Linked DNA regions of Mus musculus: region 1 is linked to region 2. Evidence: chromatin contacts called from public HiChIP or PLAC-seq data. All regions are on one chromosome and are shown on one strand. The core of a region is the stretch at or near the end of the contact, and the rest is flanking DNA. Distances in the headings are between cores, read along the strand shown.

Region 1 (6,224 bases), core at 162-2,661, 690 kb before region 2:
GAGATACCCTTGAACTGGTGCCAAGGAGGCTGATAGAGCATGCAAGCTCTCAGGAGTGTGCACACGAGGTCGCTTCTGACCCTTCTGGCTGAGAGGAAGCCCAGTGATCCTGTCCCCACCCCAGAAAAAGAGCCCCTTCACAATGTCACCATGAGACAGCTGCCTGTGTTGAGCCTGCTATCTTCATTCTCTGTTGAGCGTGTACCCTAATCCAGGAGCATAAGCCTGGACACACACACCCTTTCTCAAGGAAAACCCCAGAAGCTTTGCCCTGCACATAACCAGAAACTCTTATTTTGAATCGGACATAATTTTGAGCATGCCAGTTTGTTTTATTTGTGGCTGCATTCCAACAACGTCCACCGGAGGGCGCTGGGTCTATGTTTATAAGGGGCTCTGAACACAAAGCTGGGCATCCTCGGGCCTCCCAAACACTTAAGCAAACAGGACAAAGACTTCTGTACACACAGGAGCTCACACCCAGGCACTGGGGACACAGACTCCCAGACCCAGAGCACCCACTTCCACATAAGTCTGCACATCTCTCTATGTGCATAGACACCCTAGAACATATGCAGACAAATGTATGCATGAACACAGTCAGGTACAGCACACATTCACAACTGTGAATAGTACACACACACACACACACACACACACACACACACCAGCCCAGATTTATACATAGCCAATTACCTATTGGCAGACAATCACAGCCACGTGTAAAATGTCATAAACACACATTCAGATGCAGAGATGCGATTATGCACGGGAAGAGCCGCAGACAGACACGCATGTCTAAATAGCAACACACCCAGCCAGGTAAGGACTCCTTGCCCAGGCCTTTGTTATCTCACTTTGGTGGAAAATGCAGTCCCTCGAGGGCATGGCTAATGTTGTGCTGTTTTCTAAGAAAAACAATGGAAATGTCAACTTCTTAATCCCAACGGAAACTGTACTATTCGTTAAATGTTAATGAAGGGCATTTTTGAGGACAAGCTGTCTCTTAAAAGGAAGGATAGCCCTGCTCTGACAAGGAGGAAACCCCAGCTACAGTTCTACAAACACCTTATTAACATATGGAAAGCTCCGAGACGCTCTAAAGCGCCTTTGGTTCCTACAAAGAATTTCTGAAGCAAATTCAACAGAAAAACATGGATGGGGGAGAAATGGCGTAAAGTTGAAGAACAAAAAAATCCAAACAAACCCCTCTTTCTTAGGGGTGATAAAGAAAGGTGGAGATGACTGTCAGGTGGCCAGGTCTGGAAATTTGCCTTTGTAAAAACAAAATGGTTAAAGGAAGGAAAATGTGAAAGGCAAGAGGAAAAAGGGCCCATAAAGACAGCTGCTTCCATGAAGCGGCAGAGCTAAGAACACACAACCAGGAAAGCACAGCCCTTGGGGCCACCCAGTCCTGCTGTGCAGCTCAGAGGGCGGGGTCTCTGGTGCAGGGGAGGTCAGGGGTAGGTGGGGACTGACCGGGCAGTGTCTCCCAGACGTAAGCTGCCCACTGCTGCATCTTTTCCACAGACCCCCTCAAGAGGTAGGATACAGGGACCTGGGGTCTGGCTCAGGAGACACAGATCTATGCAACCCCTATGTTGAGTGGCACTGGCAGCTCCCTGGACCCTGGTCTTCTCATGTGTGCCTCGAGAAAATGCCCTCTCTAACCACTTAATGTCCTCCTCTTCCGGACACTTGCTCACATAAGCTTCCATCTCGCGTCTCGCTGTCTCCTGTGACCAGAATCATTGAAAGTGGCTCTGTGAGTGCATTTAACCAAGTGCTGGCTGCAGCCTGCAGCCCATCGGCTCCATCCCACTGAACAATAGCTCAGGAAGAGATAAAAGGCATTCATCAGACAGCCAGGCCCAATTATCATGTCACACTGAATGAATGTATTTTAAAATCTTTTCTGACAAGAAAATGTTCCAAGTAGGTACCTTCAAATTAGCTGGAAAATCCAGAAAATTTGCTATTAGACCTTTTTTTTAAGAATCTTTATTCCCCCCTACTGTTCCGAAGGAATTCCTTGGGTGTTAATAATTCCTTCTAAGAGTCTGCCCCTGTGCCTCCCGCTGGGACTGGAATATTCTAACTGCCTGCCCCACTCCCCAGAAGCCACTACAGGGACAATGTAAACTGTGGCTCTGGTGTGAATCACTTGTCCATCAGCTACCTTCAAGTGTCAGGTGCAATTCAGTTCTGTTCTGCCAGCACTCCCAGACCTCTGTTTATCGTCCATTAGCCCTGCCAGAGTGGAGTCCACCCGGGTGACCTTGAAGGGAGACCTCCACCTAAGGCCACATTTTCAAACAGCAAGTTGATTTTGAAACCAAATCTGACTGCTTATCTGTGTGACCTTGAACAAGTGACTTCACTTCTGAGTCCCTTTTTTTTTTTTTTTGCTTTACCTCTAAAAGTCAGGAGATGTCACCAAATTCCTGACACACTACACTGTAGTGAGGAGGGACCTTTTCCTGGAGACGCAGAGGCTTTCCCTCTGGCCCACAGTGTGATCAGGACTGGCATGTCAGGCTGGTTTTGTGGCTGGGGGGTGTGAGTTCCTCACAGCACATAACTATTCATCTTTATTACTAGAATCCTGTAGCAGGTGGCTCTCTGGGCTGAGAGGAGAGTTCTCTGTCCTAATGAGAAACTGCAGCTTGCAGGAGTTCAAGATTTGGAGAAGGGAGAACAGGTGCTCGGTGGGTGGGAAATTGAACTGTGGAGTCAGTTTGTAAATGAGAATAAAGTGGCTTGCTTCACCCCAACCCCTTCATGGTTTTTGCTTGCCTGCTCGATGTGGTGTTTGTTTGTTTTCACAACAAAGTCTCCTGTAGGCTGGCCTTGAGCTTACTATGCAGCCCAGGGTGACCTTGGCTTTTGATCTTGCATCATCGGACATGCCAAGCTTATGTGGCACTGGGGAACACAAACCCAAGGCGTTCGTGTTTGTCCGTGTGTTTGATGCCTGCTTGGCAAGCACCCGGCCCACTACACTGCAACTCCAGCCTTTATTCAGGGGACAGGCAGTTGTTAGGGTCCTCGTTTGCAGTGGCAAAACCGCAGGGTCTGCTGAGCCGTGTGTCCCGCTCTGGGAAGAACAAAACATCCTCCTCCGTTACAGGACCGACTGCGTGGAGCACCATGCTTTCTCTACACCTCTCTTTGTCTGTTTCACTCTGACAATTAACAGGAGACGTTTCAGCTCTTCTGCCAGCACCCAGGGACGTGGAGCACAGACAGCAGAACCCTGCTAGGAAGACACCGCACATTTCCACAGTCCTGCCTTCCCTCGAACAGCCAAGGGAGGCTTCAGGCCAGGAGGTGACCTCCGACTCCCCTGCATTTTCTGAGTTTCATAGCAGTATGTCCAGCTGACCCATGTAGATATCCCTGGCTGGCTGGAAGCATGGGGATTACCTAGTGTATAGAGATCTGTTTTCTAGCGTCTCTCATAGCCGATGTGCTAGGTCCATGGGGTCTTCAGAGGTGCTTGCTGCCCTTCACAGTCCACAAGGGACGCCAAATGAATGTATAGGTCACGTATAGAACTCATCTGCCCTGTCACAGATAGGGAAACTAATGCCTAAAGATGAGTTTCCCTTCCACTGATGGCTACGTCATGGCAGAGCCCATGAGACAAACAGACACACAAAGACATTGATGTCATCCATGTGGCTTTTGAAAGACAGGCAGGAGAGGATGGGAGTTGCATCTGGCCAGTGGGAAAAGCCTGGGAAAGACCATGCTTAGGAACACGGGAGACTTTTAGCTGGATTCAGCTAGGATGAAGGAGTGTGAGAGCCGGAGGAGCAGCCAAGGCAGTCAAGGTAGGCTGTGCAATGAGCTGAAGAGGCGTGGCACCACGTGACTGTTGAGAGAATGGGAAATAGCAGGAGGGCAGGGTTAAGAGTTTGATCATCATGGAAAGCTAAGTGTTGGATGAAGTTCACAGACAAGTCAGTCCATCTAACACCGAGTGAGATGAGCAAGTCCAGGCTGGGCCCCCTGCCAGAATCTGCATCGTGTGGGAGAGGGGAAATGGAATCTAGGAGGCAGCAATAGGAGATCATCACCCTGGGCCAGGCACAGGCTGCTCCTTCCTGGGCATCTCTCCTCTGAGCGCTTCGAGGCAACACCTTTGAGAGACAGCCGCAGAGGCCCACCGCTGCCAGCTCCTTCCTTATCTCTCTTGTAAACACAGATGTTTTACCGCCTTGTCAAAGGCAAGGCTCTTCCAGCCTACCCTGGGGAGAACAGAAATTTCAACCCCTTCAGCCTGGACACATGCCAGATGAGATCTCTGCCTTACACTCAGAATTGCAGAAATCTCTTCTTTGAAAGCCGAGGAAGGCCACCCCAGGCCTGGCGGCTGTGTGCAGGATAGATGGGATTCGGATAGAAAGCCATCTCCCTCCCTTTGGACCAAAGGTACTGATGGAAGGCTGGGCTGCACAGGGCTGCAAACCTCTGCTGTGAGGGAACTTCTCCAATAACGGGAGTTAATTCCCGAGAGTGCCTTTTGCTCTCCTGTCCGGTGATTTCAGACATTACTGGAGGATCACCCTGCACCTTTTGAAAGCCCTCAATGTCACCAAAGCCGAACTGTAGGGTGTATTCTAGGCTTCAGGCCCTTCCCTGCCACCAGGACCCATTAGTTATCACAGACCTGGTACAGAAAGCCACAGAGCTGCTCCTAGAACATGGACACCCCCATCAAGGACTGTGGAGTCACTTCAGTCATGGGCCATCCATTGTCTGGTTTAATAGCAGCTTCCTGTCACAGTCTAAACAATGTTCCAGAAAAATCCCATTCCTGGGGCCTAGTCAATGGCTGCCTGTTGGCTGTTGGGTGTGGTGGACTCAGCTTGGTGATGAGGTCTCTAGATCCACCTAGTCCATCATCCAGTAGCTTTGGGATACAAGCAGATATCTGATGTCTCTGTACCTCTTCCTCTTTTGTAAAAGCAAGAGGCGTTACATAGATCCTGGGAACCGTTGCCTCTATCCAGTGGTGCCTCTACAAGGCAGAGTCCCCGCCTCCTGAGCCGTAGACCTCCTGTTTCCCAGGAGTCAAACAACCACCCCAAGAAGAGCCAGAGCTAAATGAGATCATTTATGTTAAAAGCTTTGTAACTGGAAATGGTTGGCGTACAGCTTGGTGGGGATCTTGCAGAACCCTTTGAACCAGATGATGGAGTTACATCTATTGGCCAGGGAGTGGCAGCTACAGTCCAGGCCTGAGTTGAATGAGGGAGGAGCTTTGGGTATATGCTGGAGAGGCGGGGGTAAGGGTGGGGGTGAGATCTGAGGCAAGAGTTAGGGTGTAGCGATATCTGCCTATGTTAAGTGAAGACAAATGTCACTGGGCTCCGTCCAGAGGGTGACGGGAAAACATGGAAGGTGTTGGCGTGGGAACATGGCAGAAGCAGAGATATGAATCAGAAAAAGCATCCTGGTAGCTTGTGTGGAGGGCAGAGGGGAGGGTGACAGGCTGAAGAGGCCGACTCATAGTCGGTGAGGTCTAGGTGAGGGGATGAAGAGGCCTCAACAAGGCTCAAGTGACTGGGGTCTGGGTCACTGGGGTCTTGGCTCTCTTGTTTATCTCATACACTACCAGAGGCTTTCTACTGAGGACAAGGCCCAGGAAAAGAGCTTTTCTTGCAAGAACTGGCTGAGCACGGCCCCACCCCCAGCACCTAGAGGCCCAGCTCTGTCTTGGGCCCCGACTTCTTTGAAGTCATCAAACAGATCACCCCAAAGACAAATCACCCCAAGAGCTCATTTGTGCTTGCCACGCTGTGTGAGCGAGTGTTTTTTTTTATCACACCATCTTAATATTATATAACATTTCAAGTCACTTTGTCCCTTTTAAGAGGACAGAGGTCATGGGGTGGGAGTGGGGGTGCCCCCCTCAACTCCTTTGGCCCCTGCTGTGTGAGGCAACAGGGTTGCCTGCACCATGGGATGTTTGAACACACAAGCTGATGTCCCTGAGACCAGAGCTCTTCCGGCCACACTCTTGTCGACGTTCCCTCTGGTCCCCTTCCCCCCCCCCCCCCCCCCCCCCCGCCGGCCCTGTGACGGCTGCAGTCGATATCTGCTTTAATGTGGTTGGTCTCATTAACATGGACTGGATTAAGCGGCCCACATGGGCTTTTCAATTAGGAAGACAAGTTTCTGCCCGTGTTTACAAAGGGATTACGCTCAGCTCGCCT
Region 2 (6,330 bases), core at 1,667-4,166:
AGATGTACAATGATATTTCTGCTTTTGAAACTGGATGTTCTATTGGCAGCCGCCTCCCCAGGCAGCCGCTCAATGTGTTTATTTTCAGCTTCCATAAAAATTCAGTTAAGAAACTGATATGGAGACATGGATACATAATGTAAATATTGTGGGTTGTTGGAACATAGAGATATGCATGTGGAAAGAACACTAGAATCTGGAGTTCACAGTCCTGAGTAACAGCTTCAGCTTCCTAATATAAATTATGGGAGTCTGAGTTTTTAGTTGTAAACATTAAAATCCAACTTTGGCAGTCGTGAGGAAAAATATTTTATTAGAAATTGTGATGGTTTGTATATCCTTGGACAAGGGAGTGGCACCATCTGAAGGTGTGGCCTTGTTGGAATAGGTGTGGCCTGGTTGGAATGGGTGTGTCACTGTGGATGTGGGTATAAGATCCTCACCCTAGTTGCCTGGAAGTCTTCCACTAGCAGCCTTTGGATGAAGACATAGAACTCTCAGCTCTGCCTGTGCCATGCCTGCCTGGATACTGCCATGCTCCCACCTTGATGATAATGGACTGAACCTCTGAACCCGTAAGCCAGCCCCAATTAAATGTTTTTTATAAGACTTGCCTTGGTCATGGTGTCTGTTCACAGCAGTAAAACCCTAACTAAGACAGAAATATAAAGGGAATTTGAGGATCACCAGGAAATCTAGAGAATCAGGCTAGGATGCCAGGTAACTGGAACACCACTATTTGCTGACCATTGGATCCCACTGGAGGGATGCAAGCTCACAGCTTTCAGGGTACCCAATGATGCTCTAGTCAAGCTGCTGGTGTTGCTTTGGAGCTGTTACATAACATGTAGGCCTCAGTTCTGCACAGGGAATGTTTATTTGTACAATTAGAGTTAAGTGGGAAGACAGAACCGATCTAGAGTTTCAACTTCCATAACAAAATACCTGGTTTGGTTCTCAACAAGCTCATCATTGAAGACCCCCCGTAAGGTAGGAAGAGAGCTGAGACCCGCAGGCAGCCGAAAAGGATGATAGCTGTTGGGTTACCTGTGGCCAAATGACTCTGCCTGAGTCTAATCTCTCTATAAAGCAAAAGTCTACATGGCCGTGGAGACTGTATGTGCCCTCGTTCATTTGCTATAAATACGAATGACATGCCAGGCTGCTAAGGTGAGCAAGCCCACTCCAGTCAAATGAAGTAGAGAAGTCAAGAGACAAGAGCATTACACACATGGTGGGATGGAGGCCTGCGCCAGACAGATGAGGGTAAGAAGAGAGGAGCAACCAGTCGCTTACAAATACTGTTCTTGTGCACAGACATGCATGTAGCCAAAGCACACTTACGCATAAAATAAAAATAAGTAAATCTTAAATAAAACGCCACTGTCTTGACGTTTAAATGTTTATACAAGAAATAAAATCCCCCCGCCCCCGTGGCACCTTTGGACAGATGAAGAAGACAGACAGCATGCTGTGTTAGACGGGCCCCATTGTTGTCCTTTGAATGTCCTAACCTTTTTAGAGAAATGCCAACACAAACAATAATGTTTGATAGCACAAATCCAGGAACTCAGGCTTTTAATTGGGTATTGAAATTCATATTCAGCCTGCTGGTTTCATACAATGGGCCACTTTTCAAAGGATTAGACGTGCGATCGGTTTGCCAAACGTAAGCGACGTCTAAGCATGGCCTTTCCACTACATCTGTGTGCTTGCTGAACAGCTCTCGGTCAGCATTCAATTGTTGGGTTTGGGTCTAGGTGTTTTGTTTGGGGTTTAAACAAATGAATCGTTGAAGGCTGGGATGTAGGGGGGTACAGGGGGTACAGGGGGGTAGCACTTGCTCAGCATGTGCAAGACCCTGAATTTGCCTTAACCACTGCATAAAACAACACCCCCCCCAAATTTGACTTTACTGCAAAACTGTCTCAGATCCGTGTGTGTGCCCCCATATCCACTTCCAGTACTTCAGGCCAGTCTCTACTTCTCTTGTCTTCTCAGCACAGAGTATCGAACACCTGCATTCTCCCCCTTCAATGGCTTCCTTTATCATGGCTTATGAAATACTGATGACCTCTAATACCCTTTTATCTAAGACCTCGGGATGGTGGGATACAGGGTTGGAGAGACAGCTTACTAGTCAGGAGGTTTATTGCTCTTGCAAAGGATCCACTTGGTGGCTCACAACTGTCTATATTCAAGTTCCAAGGGCTCCGGCTCCCTCTTCTGGCTTCCAGGGCCCCCTGTGTGCACATAAATCAGGTGCATAAAATACGCATAAAAGTAAAAAAAATCTACAAAAAAAATATTTTTTCTTAGGAGTCGTCTTGTCTCCCTCAGCGCAGGAGCTTTCTCTGGCCTCTTTCACATAGCTACTCTCATGAGGTCATCACATTCCTCAAACCCTAGTTTTCAACCAAAGAGCTCTTTTCATGTACTTCATATAATTTTAAATACATATGGACTTAAACAGCTTTTCCGGTTTATCCTCTCCGCCACAGAGTGGATTTCAGAACAGGAGCCACCACCGCTTTGTTCTCTTGGGCCCATAACTAGTAGTTGGTGCAACAGGTACTACACACATCATTTGCGTTGTGCCAAACGTTTTCCACACAACCCACCCATGGCCCCAAGTCCTTCCTGACTTCTAGCTGGGCTCAGGGTGACTCCAGCTCCTATGTGCTCATATGCACGGAGCCCAGGGTGCTGTTAGGCTATAGTGGTGATGGGAAGGATCCGCCCGCTTCCAGGCCCCTAGGAGCCTCCGGCAGTTCCCGCCCACGATGCTGTTCCCACCCCTTCGGAGGCCACGCTCGCCCTCCATCGCCGAGCCCCGCTCGCCCCGCCCTCCTTCCAGTCTCACGGCCGCGCGCGCTCGCAGGCCAGCCCTACACCCGCGTCACGTGACAGCCACCGGGGGCGGGGCTCGCGGCGAAGTCGGACCCCGCTGTGGCCGAGCGCCGCAGTCCTCCGGCAGCCCTGCGGCTTCCAGGGCGTCGCGGCCGCGGCCGGGCAGCGCCGCTCCCTGAGGTAAGAGGCGCAGGAAGGAGGCTTCTCGGGAGCCCGCGGATGCTCCAGGCTCACCGGCCGCTCGGTCCCTCCGTGGGCCCAGCGTTTGGCTGGGGTGCGGGGACCGGGCCTGGGGGCACTGCGGGAGGTGGGGGGCCTCGGCTGCCGGAGCTCCGGGAGAGCTGTGCCCCCGTCCGCCCCCACCCCGGACCCACCCGCGGTCGCCTCCAGCCCCAGGGCTTTGCAAGTGTCTGAGAGAATGAATGCGATTTTGCGGTTTGCTAGCCTTCACCTGGGATGCAGGAGAGAGCGTGCAGTCGCGCACCCAGTGGGTCTGGTTTTAACAAGTCGCGGAGACTCGGTTTCCGCAAATCTTTGAAGGAAGAGGGGACGACCCCCTGCCCGGCCTCCCTCCTGCACTGATGGCAGAGCCGTTTGGAGAGCCAGAACTCCGGAGTTGGTGTTAGTTCCATCCACCACCCACTAGCCAGGCAACCTTGAGCCACGTCGGTGGTGCTTCTGTTAAAAGTAGAGATGATGTAAATGAGCTAAATACCTAATAAAAAATGGAAAAAAAAAATAAATAAATAAAAGTAGAGATGAATTCTTCGGCCCGAGGTTGCTGTGAGGATTAAGCAGGAAACGTTGAGGACTCCTTAGAGAGCACTCTCCGTGTGAGCATTGTTAAAATAGCAATCTAGGAGTCCATGATAGACGTCTTTCTCGCAGTAAGCACACCGTCCTCTGTGAATGTGATTCTGAAAAATGTGTCGTTTTGGCTGAGGAGCCCTCTCCCCTTTCCCAGGCCCCCTTTGCCTTCTGTTTCATATTGGCATGTGAACCTGTTGTTCCTACCGAATGAGTCAGGCAGGATGGGAACGCTAATTTACTTGAGCAGATGGGTATCAGATTCCCTCTGAGGGGAAAGAAAACTGTCAGGCATGTGCTATCACAAAAAAAAAAAAAAAAAAAAAAAAAATACAGTAGGGTGATTGACTGTCTACTGGAAGATGCCTAGGAGCCCATGGAATCCAGCCGTCTCCTGCACACAGAGAAGCTAGACCAAGAACGAGGCCAGGACTTTGATTTTGCTCAGCCATCAACACTGTTGGCCTTGGGTAGTAGAAAGAATGCTTGAGCTTGCCTATGTTCTAACTCAACTGTTCGTTTATTCTGGCAACAAGATCCAGACAATGGTGTCTGCCCCCATGGAGCTGTTTGCATAGCTAGCTATGTTAGTTATATAAAAGTCTGTATGTGCACACACAGGTGTGTGTGTGTGTGTGTGCGCGCGCGCGTGTGCTCACGTGAGTCCATGTCTGTGTGTGTCTGTGCCCCTCTGCTGGTTTGCGGTATGTTTTATGATAACAATAAGCTTTCAGCTCCCAGAGAGCTGGCCTCATAGCATCTGGCCCCAGGAGACCAGCACACAGGAGAGGCTTGAATTGTTTCATGATCCCTGTCAGGTCTCCAGTCCTGGTGGAAGCTTGCTGAGATTTGGAGACGGGAGAAAATGGCACACTTTGTCAGAGCTTTTAGGAAAGGATTTCCTCTGGCTTGGAATGCCTGGATTTCTTTGTCTCTCTGGTCTCTGGCCTCTTATTGTTTTTAGATATCTAAAGAGAGCAGCCCTCAACACGGTGCCTTCATTTTGGTTTCCATGGTTATCAGGGGAATTACGTTTACATGATGGCACCGGTAGCTATTGAGCTGTGTGGCCAACCACCAGTCACTCGTCTGTCGTTCTGGCTTGTTTCGTTTTTTTTTTTTTTTCTTTTTCCAGTTGCAGTGCAGACATATTCTCCCTTTTCTTATTTCCTCCTTTCCTCCTGCTCTTCAACAAGTGACAGTGTGAAGAGGGATGGGATGGGAATGAGAGCCAATGAAATAAAGATAGACATGGGAGAATGTAGAATCCTTTTTTGGCCCATCCCATTGGTGGTGGTGATAATGGTGGCAGCAGTGGTGGTGGTGATGATGGTGGTGATGATGCAGATGCGGAGCTGTGGTATAAGACTAAGGGTATCGTCAGGTGCGAGGGTCAGGTCCGTGGACCTCTGGAAAGATGCAGATGGTGAATCAGCCTGAGCTCGCAGAGGCAGACAGACAGTGTCCTGGGCAACAAGAATGCCTCACCTGCTTTTCAAAGGAGATGAGAGAGAAACGTATTCCTTTAATGGGCCGCAGTCACAGAGGGATTACCACATAGCACAGTAGCATTCGTGCCCTGAGTTTCCATTAATGGATGAGCCGCCTCTCTTTTTTTGGGGGGGGGGGTGGGGGTGGGAGGGAGGTTTTGAGACAGGGTTTCTCTGTGTAGCCCTGGCTGTCCTGGAACTCACTCTGTAGACCAGGCTGGCCTCCAACTCAGAAATCCGCCTGCCTCTGCCTCCCAAGTGTTGGGATTAAAGGCGTGCGCCACTACTGTCCGGCTCGCTGTTCCTTCTCCAAGTCGCCTGTCCTGGGCTTTGTGTGAACGAGCTACGGATTCTCCTGTCAGCTTGGGGATTTGTTTCCCTACTCACCTAACGTAATGGGGTTGTTAACATAAAGGGGCACTAGAGTAACACCTGTGTATGAGCCATTTGTTTCGGGTGAGATGTTTAACCAGTGTGTCTAATCTCTCAAGTTGGCCACCTGACTGACACAGTCACATATTGGTTTATTTTTTTCTAGTATTCTGCCAAGTAATCCAAGGCCTTCATTAGTAAGGATTCTAAACTCTCTGGAGGCTTCTGTTGCCCAGAGGGGTCCTTCTTGTCACTCTCAGAGGAGAGAGAGCTGTGAGTGCTGCACCCAACTGTTATCTCTGACCGCCGTGTGATGTCACTGGAAGAGCTGCCCCGCACAGTCCAAGGATGTGTAGTAATTGCTGCTCAGTGTCCTTTAGGGACCAGATCCCTGTCAGTTAGTCGGATCCCTGCCAGTCAGATCCCTGCCAGTCAGTCGGATCCCTGCCAGTCAGTCAGATCCCTGCCAGTCAGTCAGATCCCTGCCAGTCAGTCAGATCCCTGCCAGTCAGTCTGATGCCTGCCAGTCAGTCGGATCCCTGCCAGTCAGTCAGATCCCTGCCAGTCAGTTGGATCCCTGCCAGTCAGATCCCTGCCAGTGCCAGTCAGTCAGATCCCTGCCAGTCAGTTGGATCCCTGCCAGTCAGATCCCTGCCAGTTAGTCAGATCCCTGCCAGTCAGATCCCTGCCAGTCAGTCAGATCCCTGCCAGTCAGATCCCTGCCGGTCAGTCAGAACCCTGCCAGTCAGTCGGATCCCTGCCAGTCAGTCGGATCCCTGCCAGTCAGTCAGATCCCTGCCAGTCAGTCGGA

What was found. HiChIP or PLAC-seq counts read pairs in DNA pulled down with a chosen protein or histone mark.
Region 1: a contact with region 2 is called in an H3K4me3 HiChIP or PLAC-seq map of embryonic forebrain, with 4 times the contacts expected there. The contact joins the enhancer-like site here to the promoter of Fbxo10 in region 2. A contact is called at or near these places in 5 of 39 promoter capture datasets (the C10 cell line, cranial neural crest, hippocampal neurons and 2 more), 6 of 115 datasets of contacts at active chromatin or transcription factors (astrocytes, embryonic forebrain and embryonic stem cells) and 1 of 9 other capture datasets (adipose tissue).

What each region holds. Positions count from the first base shown.
Region 1 is chr4:45,766,003-45,772,226 of GRCm38.p6, reverse strand. No RefSeq gene overlaps it. Among named protein-coding and RNA genes, the nearest start is that of Gm12409, 4.9 kb to the right of the region's middle. Within about 2 kb of position 1,411, at least 44 of the 459 cell types and tissues checked have an H3K27ac peak or open chromatin away from gene starts, as enhancers often do. A contact at or near this core is called in embryonic forebrain and embryonic stem cells, where this site is marked.
Region 2 is chr4:45,081,190-45,087,519 of GRCm38.p6, reverse strand. Fbxo10 (F-box protein 10) reads left to right here and starts at 2,916. Exons shown (of 11, transcript NM_001024142.1): 1 at 2,916-3,030.